2 separate regions of the Lactuca sativa genome follow, and region 1 is linked to region 2. Evidence: chromatin contacts called from public Hi-C data. All regions are on one chromosome and are shown on one strand. Each heading gives the region's core, a stretch centred on a gene start, on an enhancer-like site or on the middle of the called end of the contact. The rest is flanking DNA. Distances are from core to core; before and after follow the strand shown.

Evidence for each region. A called contact is a pair of places that touch in the nucleus more often than the background predicts.
Region 1: a Hi-C map of leaf shows a contact between it and region 2, with 2.5 times the contacts expected there. The contact joins the promoter of LOC111897444 here to the promoter of LOC111897454 in region 2. A contact is called at or near these places in 2 of 4 Hi-C or Micro-C datasets (leaf and seed).

The regions. Positions count from the first base shown.
Region 1 is chr3:108,849,996-108,856,464 of Lsat_Salinas_v11, reverse strand. It overlaps LOC111897444 (probable leucine-rich repeat receptor-like protein kinase At1g35710), which reads left to right and starts at 2,460. Exons shown (of 2, transcript XM_052769350.1): 1 at 2,460-4,399; 2 at 6,035-6,209. The coding sequence starts at 2,563. The coding sequence ends at 6,105.
Region 2 is chr3:108,698,830-108,705,987 of Lsat_Salinas_v11, reverse strand. LOC111897454 (GATA transcription factor 6) reads left to right here and starts at 2,925. Exons shown (of 3, transcript XM_023893418.3): 1 at 2,925-3,128; 2 at 3,228-3,545; 3 at 3,631-4,460. The coding sequence starts at 3,243. The coding sequence ends at 4,296.

The DNA.
Region 1 (6,469 bases), core at 1,211-3,710, 150 kb before region 2:
GGATAGGGTCCAAAATGTTTCCGACTTGCATGGAATGTCTAAAATCAATAACTTCCTTTGATTTTAGTCCATTTTAGTCATTACAAAACCTGAAAAGACTTTTTTACCCTTTTGATTTTTTTTTCATTTTTAATATCAATTTTAACTATTTTATAATTAAAAAAAAAATATATATATATCCTTCTCTGTGTGTGTGTGTGTGTGTGAAATTCTCTCTTTTTTCCATTTTCTTCCTCACTTTTCACTTTCAAATGCAGTTAAATGAAAAAAACCCCAGATCAAAGAAGAAAATCCATGCCAAAAATGGAATAAGAATCAGTGAAGCATTAAGATCAACTTGCCCATTTCCCGACCATCTTCTTCTTCCCATGTTGATCAACCCCTCTGATTGAATTGATTGAACCCACCTACCTCATCTCTATGTTGTGTCTCATCAAAGAAATGTGGTACGATGTCTCTGGCGAGACCAAGTGTTCGTCACCGACCTTGCCTCCACCGACGACTTAGGAAGCTAATACTCGGGGCTTCCCTTATTTGATCTCCATTCTTGTAATTAAAGGTGTCTTTTATCTTGCTAATCTTACCCCTCTTTGTGGAAATCAAAAACCCAGAAGATGAGATGATGTAAACTGAAAACACAGAACAATATTTAAACCAATGTCGGAGAAGATGAAGTGGTGGTTGAGCGATGTCATCAGATGTCTTGACTCCTAACTCCTAGAACCAACACCTTTATTAACTTGTTTCGTTTGTGAGAGATTTGATTTTCAGGATGTATACGTGAGAGGTTTCAATTGAAGGTAAAGGTGAGGAAGAAGAAGATGGGAGGGGGTTGTGATGAACCTGCTCTCAACGATATGAGTCTTCCTCATCAGATCGTTTGATAACGATGTGTATTTTGGGGTTAAACCAACTATTATTTATGAGCCTCACCACCAGAAACAATATCTAAATCTGTAAACATGTGTGTTGAATCTAAAATCAAGGTGCACTAACTTTCTGAGATAATCTCATCCTTCTTTAACACATAAACAAATACGCACAATAAAATTAATGTAGATTTCGTAAGTGTGTGCTAACTTCGCCATCGGTTTGACTTGGAAACTGAATCAAAAGTGTGTATGTGTGAGTGTGTGTTTACTGTAGAGAGGGAGAGAGAGAAAAAAAAACGGTGGAGATGGGTGGGGATAATCCTTTTCTTTCCTTTTTTAAAGTTAAAATGGTATTAAATTCATTATAACAAATACAAAAAAGAAAATGAAAGGGCATAACCGTCATTTCAAGTTTTTTTTGGATTAAAATCAAAAGAAGTTTTTGATTTTGGACATTCCATGCAAATCAAAAGCGTTTTGGACCCTATCCAAAAATTTTATGAAACCACAAGGACCAATTTTATAGTTTTGTCTTCCACTTATGTCCTAATTAGAATTAAACTCTCGACCTTAAAAGTAATCTCAACCTTAAAGAGTAAGGAGTAACCACAATATAGGATAGCTCTTGACTAGAAGCCTTTTAGTGAAATCTTAATTATTTATATATACAACTTAAAAAAAAAACTATTTTAGATGGGTCTAATGTTCCACCTTATGTACATGCGAATAAGCTATCATTATGTTTTACGATATATCAACAAATTTTTTTTATTGAAATCTCACATCTACGTACTATACGCGTTCTCAATCACATCAATACATATGTTAAAATATGGCGCTAGTATAATAAACATCTACGTACTATACACGATCTCAATCACTTCAATACATATGTTCAATTTTTTTATTTATTTATTTTTTTTTTGAAAATGTAGTATTTCGCATATCTAATAGACATGCAGTCAAAGTTATCGTCTAACACCGCATAGACTCAACACAACTGATCTGATCTTATAAAACCCATGTCATAAATGACGTGTTTTAGCAGCTGGTTGAGCAGTCGTGGCATACAAACAACATGCAAATGAAGTCTTGGTTCGTTTTCATTGAGAATAGTCTCATATCGGCTACACATGGTGTCATTTATATCTATATATTTTTTAATCTATTTTCTACCTCTCTTTAAAACAAAAACTATATAAAAATATACATTTGGAAAGAATATTCAACACTTCCCATGACTCTTTATACTTTAGATATTGTTATGTCAGAGGATATTTATTTCTTTATTACAACTCCAACAAAATTAATTGGTATTATTTAAATAAATCTGAGTAGTAAATTTTGCTTCTAAGTAGTGTTATCTCTTTTAACTCATCTAACAAATATGAGATTTGTCAAATTATAAATATCTCGCTCTTTTTGCACATTATTTGTAAAAATAATTTCTCTTTATCTTATTATTAAAAAATTAAAGTAATAAATTTTGATCATTTAAAACGCATTTTTTTAAATTGTACTTTTAGATAGTTTCTATAATATACTAAAAGTCAAACAAATTACTTTTAAATAGTTTAAAGGGTCTCTTTACTCCTTTACATAATTCTTTTGTATCAGAAAACTAATTCAGGCAACTGTTCCCACTAATCACTCGCTCTTGTTCTTCTTCTCCATTATCTCTGCAACTTCAATGGAGATCCAAACCCACATAAACACTTTCTCTCTCATCTTCCTCACTCTTCTCTTTTCGCCATTAACATCAGACGCCTGCCACCCTATTGATCATCAAGCATTACTCGACTTCAAACACAAAATCACCTCAGACCCTTCAAAACTCTTACAATCATGGACACCTGAAACTGATTGCTGCAAATCGTGGGATGGCATTGCCTGTGATTCCGCCGGCAGAGTTATCAATGTCTCCCGTTCTGGCCTCGTCTCCGGCGACGAATCCATCCTCGACACATCCATGTCCGGTACCCTCTCTCCTTCTCTTTCTAATCTCACATTTCTGCAACTCCTTGACCTCAGCGAACTCAAAGATTTAACCGGTGGGATCCCGCCGGAGTTCGGAAAACTTTCACGTCTAACCCACTTGTTTCTTGAAGCCAATCAGCTTTCTGGTTCAGTTCCGGTCACTTTTCGTTTCCTTTTCCGGCTAAAAAAGCTTTACCTTAGTGATAATCGTTTGAGCGGAGGGATCCCACCGGAGATTTTCCGATCTTTTAAATCCCTTTCGGAACTTGGTCTTTCGGGGAATCAGTTCTCCGGTGAGATTCCATCGTCGATTGGGGAAATGGTTTCGATAACACAACTTAACTTTCATGAGAATAATTTCACCGGAATCATTCCGGAAACGATCGGAAAGCTAAAGCATCTTAAAAATCTTGACTTGTCGAATAATCAGATCACCGGAAACATCCCGGAATCGCTTGGATCGCTAGAGAAATTAGAGCTTTTGTATCTTAATCAAAACCAACTTTCTGGTTCCATTCCTTCTTCCATCGATGGTCTCGTTTCTATTCAGTTCATTCGTATGTCGGAAAATCAACTCACCGGTGTAATCCCGCCGTCCATCGGGAAGCTTACGAAGATCCAAAGGTTGGTATGTGATAACAATAAGCTCACCGGAAAACTACCCGCCACCATCGGTCATTTGATCAGTCTCACCGATATTTACTTCTCCGGTAACAGATTAACCGGAAGTATTCCTGCAAGTTTCGGCAACTTAAAGAACCTTCAAGCACTCGATTTATCAAGAAACATGCTTTCAGGCCCGATTCCACCTCAGCTTGCTAAATTACAGAATTTACAAACTCTAGATTTGTCATTTAATCCTCTGAAGCTAATCACATTACCAAATTGGTTTTCCAAACTGAAAGTTTTCCGGCTAAAGATGGCAAACACCGGAATCCAAGGTCCGCTTCCGGGATTCCTGTCGTCGGCATCTACAATCTCAGAACTGGATTTATCCAGCAACTCATTAACAGATGAATTACCACATTGGATCGGGAACATGACGAATCTTTCAAATTTAAATCTGTCAAACAACCGATTCACGAACTCGATTCCAGCTGAATTCAAGAACCTTTCCCTCCTAATGGACCTCGATCTTCATTCCAACAACTTTTCCGGCGACATAAACAGGATTTTCAAGAAAAATGTTCGAGACCCACTTGGCCATTTCAACACAATTGATTTATCGTATAACTCGTTTTCAGGACCAATCAATGTTAATGGCGATGAAGTGGCGATGGATGAAGTTGTTTCTTTGGTTTTATCGCATAATCCGATTGGCGGAATGATACCGGAATGGTTGAGTAAGGGGGAAGGATTGGAAAGAATCTTGATTTCTAGTAATAAGTTGATAGGAAAGATACCGAAGGAGTTGTTAAATTTGAAGAAGTTGAAGGATTTTGATGTGTCAGAAAATAGATTAATCGGAGAAATTCCTGGGCATATTGCAAGCATACCAGCTTCTGCTTTTTTGGGTAATCCTGGTTTGTGTGGGACCCCACTTCCGCCATGTAAGCATTCCTTTTGATGATGTGTCGTTTTGTTTTCTATTTATATAAATTTTATACAAAAGTTTTATTGAGAATCTATAGTTACTCTATGTCTATTTTATTTATTTATCTATTTATTTATATCTCTTCTCCCTCACAGAATAGAACTCCTATAAACTCAGAAATTGCAAGCGATGAGTCTCACATAACGTATTTATAGCATGAAAAAAAATTACTATGTTGATCCGCTTGCCTCATTAAGTGGCCTCTATCTAAAATGCAATTCTTTTGTTCATTGTAAATAATATGGCATCCATACTATTGATCACAATGCTCGAACCACCAAGCTAATGAAAGTATTTGTTTGGAATTTTAAATAAGACTAATATCATAAAAGTCTTAATTTGAAATGCCTAATTAGAAAAGGCTCTAAGAATTTTCTTTTATTATTGGTATAACAAGAACTTTCTCATAGAATTATCACTAGCTACTTATTTCATGGTTAATTTTGTTAACTTTTGTGAAAAATCTATCCTAAAATTAGGTTTAAAGTTTAAATTTGGTCCTTGCAATTTTGAAAAAAAATAACACCACTTTATTTTTCATTTTTTGTATATTTTATTTATTTTTGTTTATTTATACACATTTTTTATTTTCGCTTATATATATATATATATATATATATATATATATATATATATATATATATATATATATATATAGAGAGAGAGAGAGAGAGAGTTAGGTTCAAATGTTTTCACTATCTACTGTATGTATGTATGATTGATTCTGAACCAATCATTTTAGTTATTTTAAGAAAATAATTAATACATATTAAATGCTGAAGATGTAATTAATATCCATTATATCTTCAATATGTAAATATGCATTAATTACTTTCTTAAAATAACTAAAATGATTGGTCCAGAATCAATAATACATGCACACAATAGATAGTAAAAACAAAATAACCTAACCCTATATATATATATATATATATATATATATATATATATATATATATATATATATATATATATATATATATATATATATATATAGGGAGTGGTTCAAATGAGAACAAAAAAATTTTAAGAACCGTAAGAACCTCTAACTATAGATGTTTATAAAGGATTTAGGGTAACCCTAAACCCTAAACCTTAAACCCTAAACCCTAAACCCTAACCCCTAAACCCTAAACCCTAAACCCTAAACCCTTTATAAACACTATAAACCATTTATAAACACCCTAAACCCTTTATAAACACCCTAAACCCTAAACCTTAAACCCTTAACCCTAACCCCTAAACCCTAAACCTTAAACCCTTTATAAACACCCTAAACCCTAAACCTTAAACCCTTTATAAACACCCTAAACCCTAAACCCTAACCCCTAAACCCTAAACCTTAAACTCTTTATAAACTAAAATACAAAATAAATAAAATATAATACGAAAAAATATGAAAAAAATAAAACAAAAACAAAAACTGTAAAAAAATTTATGATTATATTAGAGTAAAAAAAAACAAAGATAAATAAAGTGTGTGTGTGTGTGTGTGTGTGTATATATATATATATATATATATATATATATATATACAGAGAGAGAGAGAGTTGTGCAACCCTTTGTCAAATAATACAGCTGCCTCAACCAGGTGCACGAGTTGGCAAGTCTTCAAACCAAAGAAAAGTTTTGCAATGCCCATACATGAACGAAGCAAAATGATCTCACTTTGCGGTTCACATAGCTGGGGAAGAAGATTCATCAAATCGACAACATTTACAGCTCTCTTCCTTGCTAACCCGCTAATAAACCCCGCATCTCTACTAGCCCCCCCCCCCCCCTCCCCCCTCCCTCCCACAAAGAACTTCACTCCCAAAGATGGTCTCCTTATATATGTTGGGAATAAGCCGGTACAAAGCTTTCTACCATCACACGGGGGCAAAAAAATCTTTGTTTTTTTTTTTTAATATTGAACTCCAAACCCAATCCTGAATCACTAAACTGAATAATGTTCAACACTTTGGTCACCTCTTCTGAATCCCTAGTGACGGTCTCATCATCTAGATATCAAGCATGAAGAAGGAGC
Region 2 (7,158 bases), core at 1,676-4,175:
TTGCAAGATGTGACAATTTAAATAGTGGGGTTTGAATGATGATGATGTTTAGTTTCCGAGTGGTATCGGGAACTCCTTTATTGATACGCTAATTTAGTAAATAGTTTTAGAAAAAGCATGAAGGATTTGCTTTTAGGAATTTTTTTTAGCATTATAACCAAGATGGATTTCAAGGACGAAATCCAGATAAATAGGGGAGAATTGTAACATTCGTTCTATAGATTGATCAACTTTGGGCTTTTAAGAATAAGGATTTCGGGGAAAATCTTATATCGCAACGCGATTTCTTGTTGTCAGCGGCGCGATGACGTCATTAAGTGGCGACTGGGTTCAAAACCATGGATCTTGGGCCTTGGGCTCTATTTAAGAAATACTAGCCCTAGGGTTTCTTCCATCCTTCATCCTCCATGTTCAAGGATCGAACCCTAGCCTCCTTAAGCCTCTCCTCCCTCGAATCTCTTGTGTTTTGGTGATTTTAGAGCTTTAGTAGGAAATAATCAACCGCTTGGAGCTTGTTGTGTGCCTTGTGTTAGCGGTGTTGATGTATTAGCTCTTTTTGGACATTTGTAAGTCATCAAGACTCATTTTTATGCTTTTTACTCTACATATCTAGGGATTTAAGTGAATTTTGGCCACTTTCATGAGAAATGGATGGAGATTTGGAAAACTTTGGATTAAAGTTTGCAACTTTATTATCACTTAAGGTCCCATTAGAGTATTGTGTTATGGATCTGATTTTTAGACTCCATTTGATGCCATGAAAGGAGTTTTGACCTCATTTCCACCATTTTTGACTAAGAATGGTCTGATACTTGTATTAGTTGTGCATGTTCATAATGTTTTGATTTTTGTGGACTATAAGATAATATTAAAGCCTTCTAGAAAGTTTGAGGCATGGACTTAACGAATTAAGAGCTTAATGAAGGTGTTGTTCTACCAAAGGAACCACGACGCGGTGGACAAGAAAGTCCCACGATTGTTTTGTCTTGACTTAACAACGACACGACCAAGGGTTTGATCCCACGTTGTTGACCGTTGACTTTTTAATTAGTTTGACTTTTAGTCAATTTTTAGTGAAAGTATGTCTTAGATCATTGATTAAGGGAAAAATGGCCTTTTTCTATAAGATGGGGATTATAAAGAGAAAGACTTCTTTAGAGATGAAAGATAGGTAATATACCTTAATTATTAAATTAAGGTTAATTATTATGTAGTGGTTCGAGGCAGTATCGGTACCACTTAGCTCATTGCGTGGATTAACTTATTAGTCATTCATGTGGATTCTCATGAAATTACTTATTATATGAACTATATGTTATGAGTATGTCAACTAAGATAAACGTCTCAAATGGAATCTAGTTGAATTAGAAAGGATGTAAGTCCATGATAGACCTCTCGGATGGAAGTGGTCAATATTAGGTCAACAATATATATACCTCTCGGAGGGGAGTTGGCATGATTGGGATATTTGGACATGCTCATAGGGGCATGACATATAGTTTATCAATTCTATCTTACGTTATGATTTTCGAGACAGAACTCAGCTTTCACATTTTTACTATGATTGCGTGGGTATGACTTGAAAAGATAATCTTATGATTTGTTAATGATTATGAATGAATCCTTTAGTGAAATATATACTTTGATTTTCAAAAAGTTTACGGTTGATTTTTGGGATGTTACACTTGTTCTTCCATTTAATACTAGTTTACACCTAGAAAATTGATTGAGTTTTTTTAACGTCCGTATTTGGGTTTTTATTTATTTTTTATTTTGAAAACATGTAAGACACACACATACTTATATACTCGTTAATGTAGGGTTTGATCAACATGGGAAGGTGTGTGGTTGTTTAGAACTTCTTTGGCAGAGAAGGAAACACAATAGATACAAACCCACACCCACACCTACATACATACATACATACACACACACCCCCATACATACACATATAAGAGAGAGAGAGAGAGAGAGAGAGAGAGAGAGAGAAAGAGAAAGAGAGAGAGCTGAATTTTCTTATATATAGGTTATGGGTGGGTGGTTGTCCGATGGGATGAGGTGGGACATGGTTGGGGAAATGATCAACCAGAATAGAAGAGGAAAATTGGATAAAGGGTTTGAGAAATAGAAAGGGAAAGGATGCAATGAGACGGATGTATTTACTAGCAAGAAGGGGCGACAACTACTAGGTCTTCCAGATGAGAAAGCTAATCGAGAGATGGATAGGACTTAGAGTCCATGCTTTTATAGTGAGGGTTGGATGATTTTTTTTTTTTTATATATTTTCATTATAAAACAATTACTATAAATCTAAAAAACATAAATTATAAATAAAAGGGGGATAATAATATTTTCCAAGTTGATAGGAATAAAAACACAAAACGATCTCATTTTAGACAAATGGTGGAAACCAAAAGTGTTTTAGACCGAAGTATCATTTCTTGTAATTTTTTCTAAAAAAATATGCAAAGTCAATTATTTAATAAAATAAAAAGAAGAGTTATTTTGGTAAATAAATCCTAAACCAGGGTCTCTTCTATAAAAGAATGAGTCAATATAATCCTTTTGTATCAACACCCTAAATTTAAATTTGAAATTCAAAATTTAGGTAAGTTTGTATTTTAGCAAAAGTGCCTTTCATTTTTAATTTGAATTTCACCAATATGAAAAAGTAATAAATGATAAACAAAATTTGGTATAAAGGACATTCATTTCAATGGTAGATGACTTTTAATAATATATCTTCTATAATCGGATTATTCACATAAACTTTTTTTTTTATTTACAAAATTTGGTGGTATTGTTATGCATTGTCCTTTATTTTTACATCCATAGATTCAAAAGGTGCCAAACAAGAAGCATACCGGTTTTTAAATTTGAAGTTAAAAGAGGTTCACAAAATAAATACACTCGACGAGATACTTTTGTGAAGCACTAACACTTGAAAAGCACTTCTTTCTCTCTCTCTCTCTCTCTCTCTCTCTCTCTCTCTCTCTCTCTCTCTCTCTCTCTCTCTCTCTCTCAATGCTTTACCAAACACACCATAACACTACTACTACTACTACTACTCATATCTTCTTTTTCTTAACATCTTCAATTATTCTCCTCTCTTTTCCTGCAATTCGCCGGTAATTTCTCTTCTCCTTAAACCCTTTCCCTCTCTCTCTCTCTCTCTCTCTCTCTCTCTCTCTCTCTCTCTCTCGTTAATTGAAGGTTTCTATATTTAGGTTCAACAAGAAGTTATGGAGTGTGTAGAAGGGGCTTTGAAAAGCAGTTTTATTGCTGTTAAACCAAACAACCACCACCACCCACAGTCATTTTCCGACGATTTCTGCGCTATAACTGGTGTCCCCGGCGACGACTTCTTCGTTGATGGCCTCCTTGACTTCTCCGACGACGGTGACTTCGAGGAAGAAAACGATGATACCCATGTCCTCCTTCACGACAACAAAAACGACAAACCACTTTCCATTTCTCCGGTCAAAAAAGCCGATATCGGCCATACCGAGGCTTTCTCTATCCCGGAGAGCGACCTTTGCCTTCCGGTAACAATTTCAAGAAATTCAAAACCATTTTCTTTCCTTAAAAGAAGAATATTTATTTAAAAATTTGATTTTTTTGCTTTTACAGGTGGATGACGTGGCAGACCTTGAATGGGTTTCTCATTTCGTCGACGACTCATTCTCCGGTGGCTACTCTTTAACGTGCCCTGCCGGGAAGTTTCCAGAGAAGAAGTCGGAGCCGGAAACGGAAACTTTCATAACCGTAAACGTAAACGTAAAACCTTCCTTCACGACTCCGGTTCTTACAAAAGCAAGAAGCAAGCGAACTCGAACCGGCGGCCGGGTTTGGTCACTCGGGACGACGCCGTTGACTGATTCGTCGACTTCAAGTTCCTCCTCTTCGTCATGTACTTCAAACCCTTGGCTCTTTTTCCATGACTCCGCTCAAACCGCCGAGTCAATTTTAGGGAAACCGCCGGTGAAGAGACAGAAGAAGAGGAAAACCCATCCACCGGCGGCGGACGCCGGTGGTGGTTCACAGCCTAGGCGTTGCAGTCATTGCCTCGTACAGAAAACTCCACAGTGGAGAGCCGGTCCGCTAGGCGCCAAAACGCTTTGTAATGCATGTGGGGTCCGCTACAAATCCGGTCGACTGTTGCCGGAATATAGACCGGCGTGTAGTCCGACGTTCTCCAGCGAAGTCCACTCTAACAACCACCGGAAAGTTTTGGAAATGCGGCAGAAGAAGGAGGCCGCCGAGCCCGGTTTACCTTTTCCGGTTCAGAGTTTTTGAAGCAGGAATGTTAGCTAGTTAGGAAACAGAAAAAAGAAATTAGGATTTGTATAAACCGGGTTTAGTTAGTCACCCGGTTTGGTACGTTAGGTTTTCTAGTAACCGATTAGTAAGAGACTTTAATGTAACTTTTAATTTATTAAAGTTGTATCTGTTCTTCTTAACTTGTATTTCTTTTCTTCTCACTCGAAACAGCACGTTGATAATTGTGAAAAAGTATTGATATTTTCTATGTGCTAGTGTTGAACTTTGAATATTCGGTATGAAATTTCAATCGTTATTATAGGCTATATCTAAATGATACGAAGATTTTGTGTAAATTCTCCAATATATATATATATATATATATATATATATATATATATATATATATATATATATATATATATATATATATATATATATATGAAAAAGTGAATATGTGACTGTCATGTATCTAATGTTAGGTATATAACCATCACAACTGACTTTATTTTGATTATAAAACATATTTTTATTTCATTGTTAGCTTATTCCTATTGTCTTTGAACTCATATTATATTTGATTTCATGATTCATTTCCAATATCTATCTATTTCGAATGTGTTTTTTATTAGACCTTTAATAAGTTTCATAACTTCTTCAACACTTATCTTATGTATACTTGTACGATTTTTCTATGGTGGCTTATGGAAAGAGTTTTAGTGAGTTTTTTAATGAACAATTTCAATCTTTCAATATAGTTTTCTTTATTAAATTTCAATTTGGAGACCTATAAGTAGTTGGTATAATATTTTTATACATGGTTTGTGGTGCAATATTAAACTTATATAATTCCATAAAAATATATAAAAAGCTTAGCATAAGCTCTAAGAGATGACACAAGAAAGATGGATGAGAGATTTGATTGCATTCTGTTAAAACTGTGTAGTTTTTTATGGTTCTATATCTAACATTAGGTACATGACAGCCACATATTCCCTAAGCCCATATATATATATATATATATATATATATATATATATATATATATATATATATATATATATATATATATATATATATATATATATATATATATATATATATATATATATAGAGAGAGAGAGAGAGAGAGAGAGAGAAAGAAAAAAATAAATAAATATGTGGCTATCATGGATGTAGTATAGGTATAAAACTATTAAAATTGACTTATTTTGATTAAAAAACACAATTTCTTTCTATTGTTTTTGAGTTCATATTATTTTTATTTCATAATTTATATCTAACATCTACCTATTTCAAATATGTTGTTTATATTAGACCTTTAGTAAACTTCATAACTTTATTTGACACCTACCATATATATACTTACATGGTTCCTATTGATGTTACGTGAAGAAGTTTATTGAGTTTTTAATGAACAATTTCACTCTTTCACTATAATTTTCTATATTAAATTTGAATATAAAAATTTATAAGTAGTTGATAATGTATTTTTATACATAGTTTGTGGTGCAAAACTAAATATTTAAAACTCCATAAAAATATGTACAAAGCCTATTATCTAGTTTAATAGAGAATAAAAGAAACATGGTAGAGAGATTTGATTGCATTTTGTTAAAACTATGTATTTTTGATGGTTCTATATATAATATTAGATACATAACAACCACGTATTCCCAAAACCATATATATATATATATATATATATATATATATATATATATATATATATATATATATATATATATATATATATATATATATATATATATATATATATATATATATATATATATATATATATATATCTTCTACTTGTAAGTTTCAAAATACCTCTAAATGTCTTTACATATTTGTTATGAAAATAACACTACAAATTGTATTAATGTCAAGTATTTATTTCTATTAAATATGTTAACGTATTTGAATTTTCAAACAAATCGAGACATAAACATAAATTTAATATATATGATTAATTAATATTAATATAATATATAATACAATATTATAAATAACATTTATTAAATTCTACATATAAGCATATATTGAAATTAATTAAAAATGCTAAAACTTAGATTTGAAAAACCTAATATTATATGCATTAAAGTTTACCCAACCAATATATAATAAAAGAATAATATAAACTAGAAAGGTTACCCCCGCTACGCGGGGGCCAAAAGCTTTCAATGTTGTTTGCGAATTGATAAATATGACAGACATAGAAAGTGCAAGGATGAAAAGCCCGGACATTGCCATGTACTGTTCTTTTTTCATGCTTTTATGAAAAAATGTAAAAGTTTTGACTGCAAGGACCAAAAGTGTCAAAATGGCTAAAGAATTAAAGGTGTAGGACTTAACAACTTTTTAGAAAAGGGATCAAAGTTGTCAAACCGTTAAAGTTTTGTGGCCAAACTTTAAAGATTAAAAGGTTACTAAAAAGTGTAAAAATATTGATTGTAAGAACCAAAAGTGTCAAAATGGTTAAAGAACGAGGAGCAAAGTTGCCAAAAACATCCAGCTTTTATGAAAAAATTAAAAAAGTTTTGTGGCCAAACTTTAAAGATTAAAAGGTTCCTAAAAAGTGTAAAAATATTGATTGTAAGGACCAAAAGTGTCAAAATGGTTAACGAATGAGGAGCAAAGTTGCCAAAAACAACCAGTTTTTATGAAAAAATATAAAAGTTTTGACTCCAAGGACCAGAAGTGTCAAAATGGCTAAAGAATTAAAGGGGTAGGAATTTGCAACTTTTTTAGAAAAAGGATCAAAGTTGTCAAAACGTTAAAATTTTGTGGCCAAACTTTAAATATTAAAAGGTTTCTAAAAAGTGTAAAAATATTGGTTGCAAGGACAAAAAGTGTCAAAATGGTTTATATATATATATATATATATATATATAT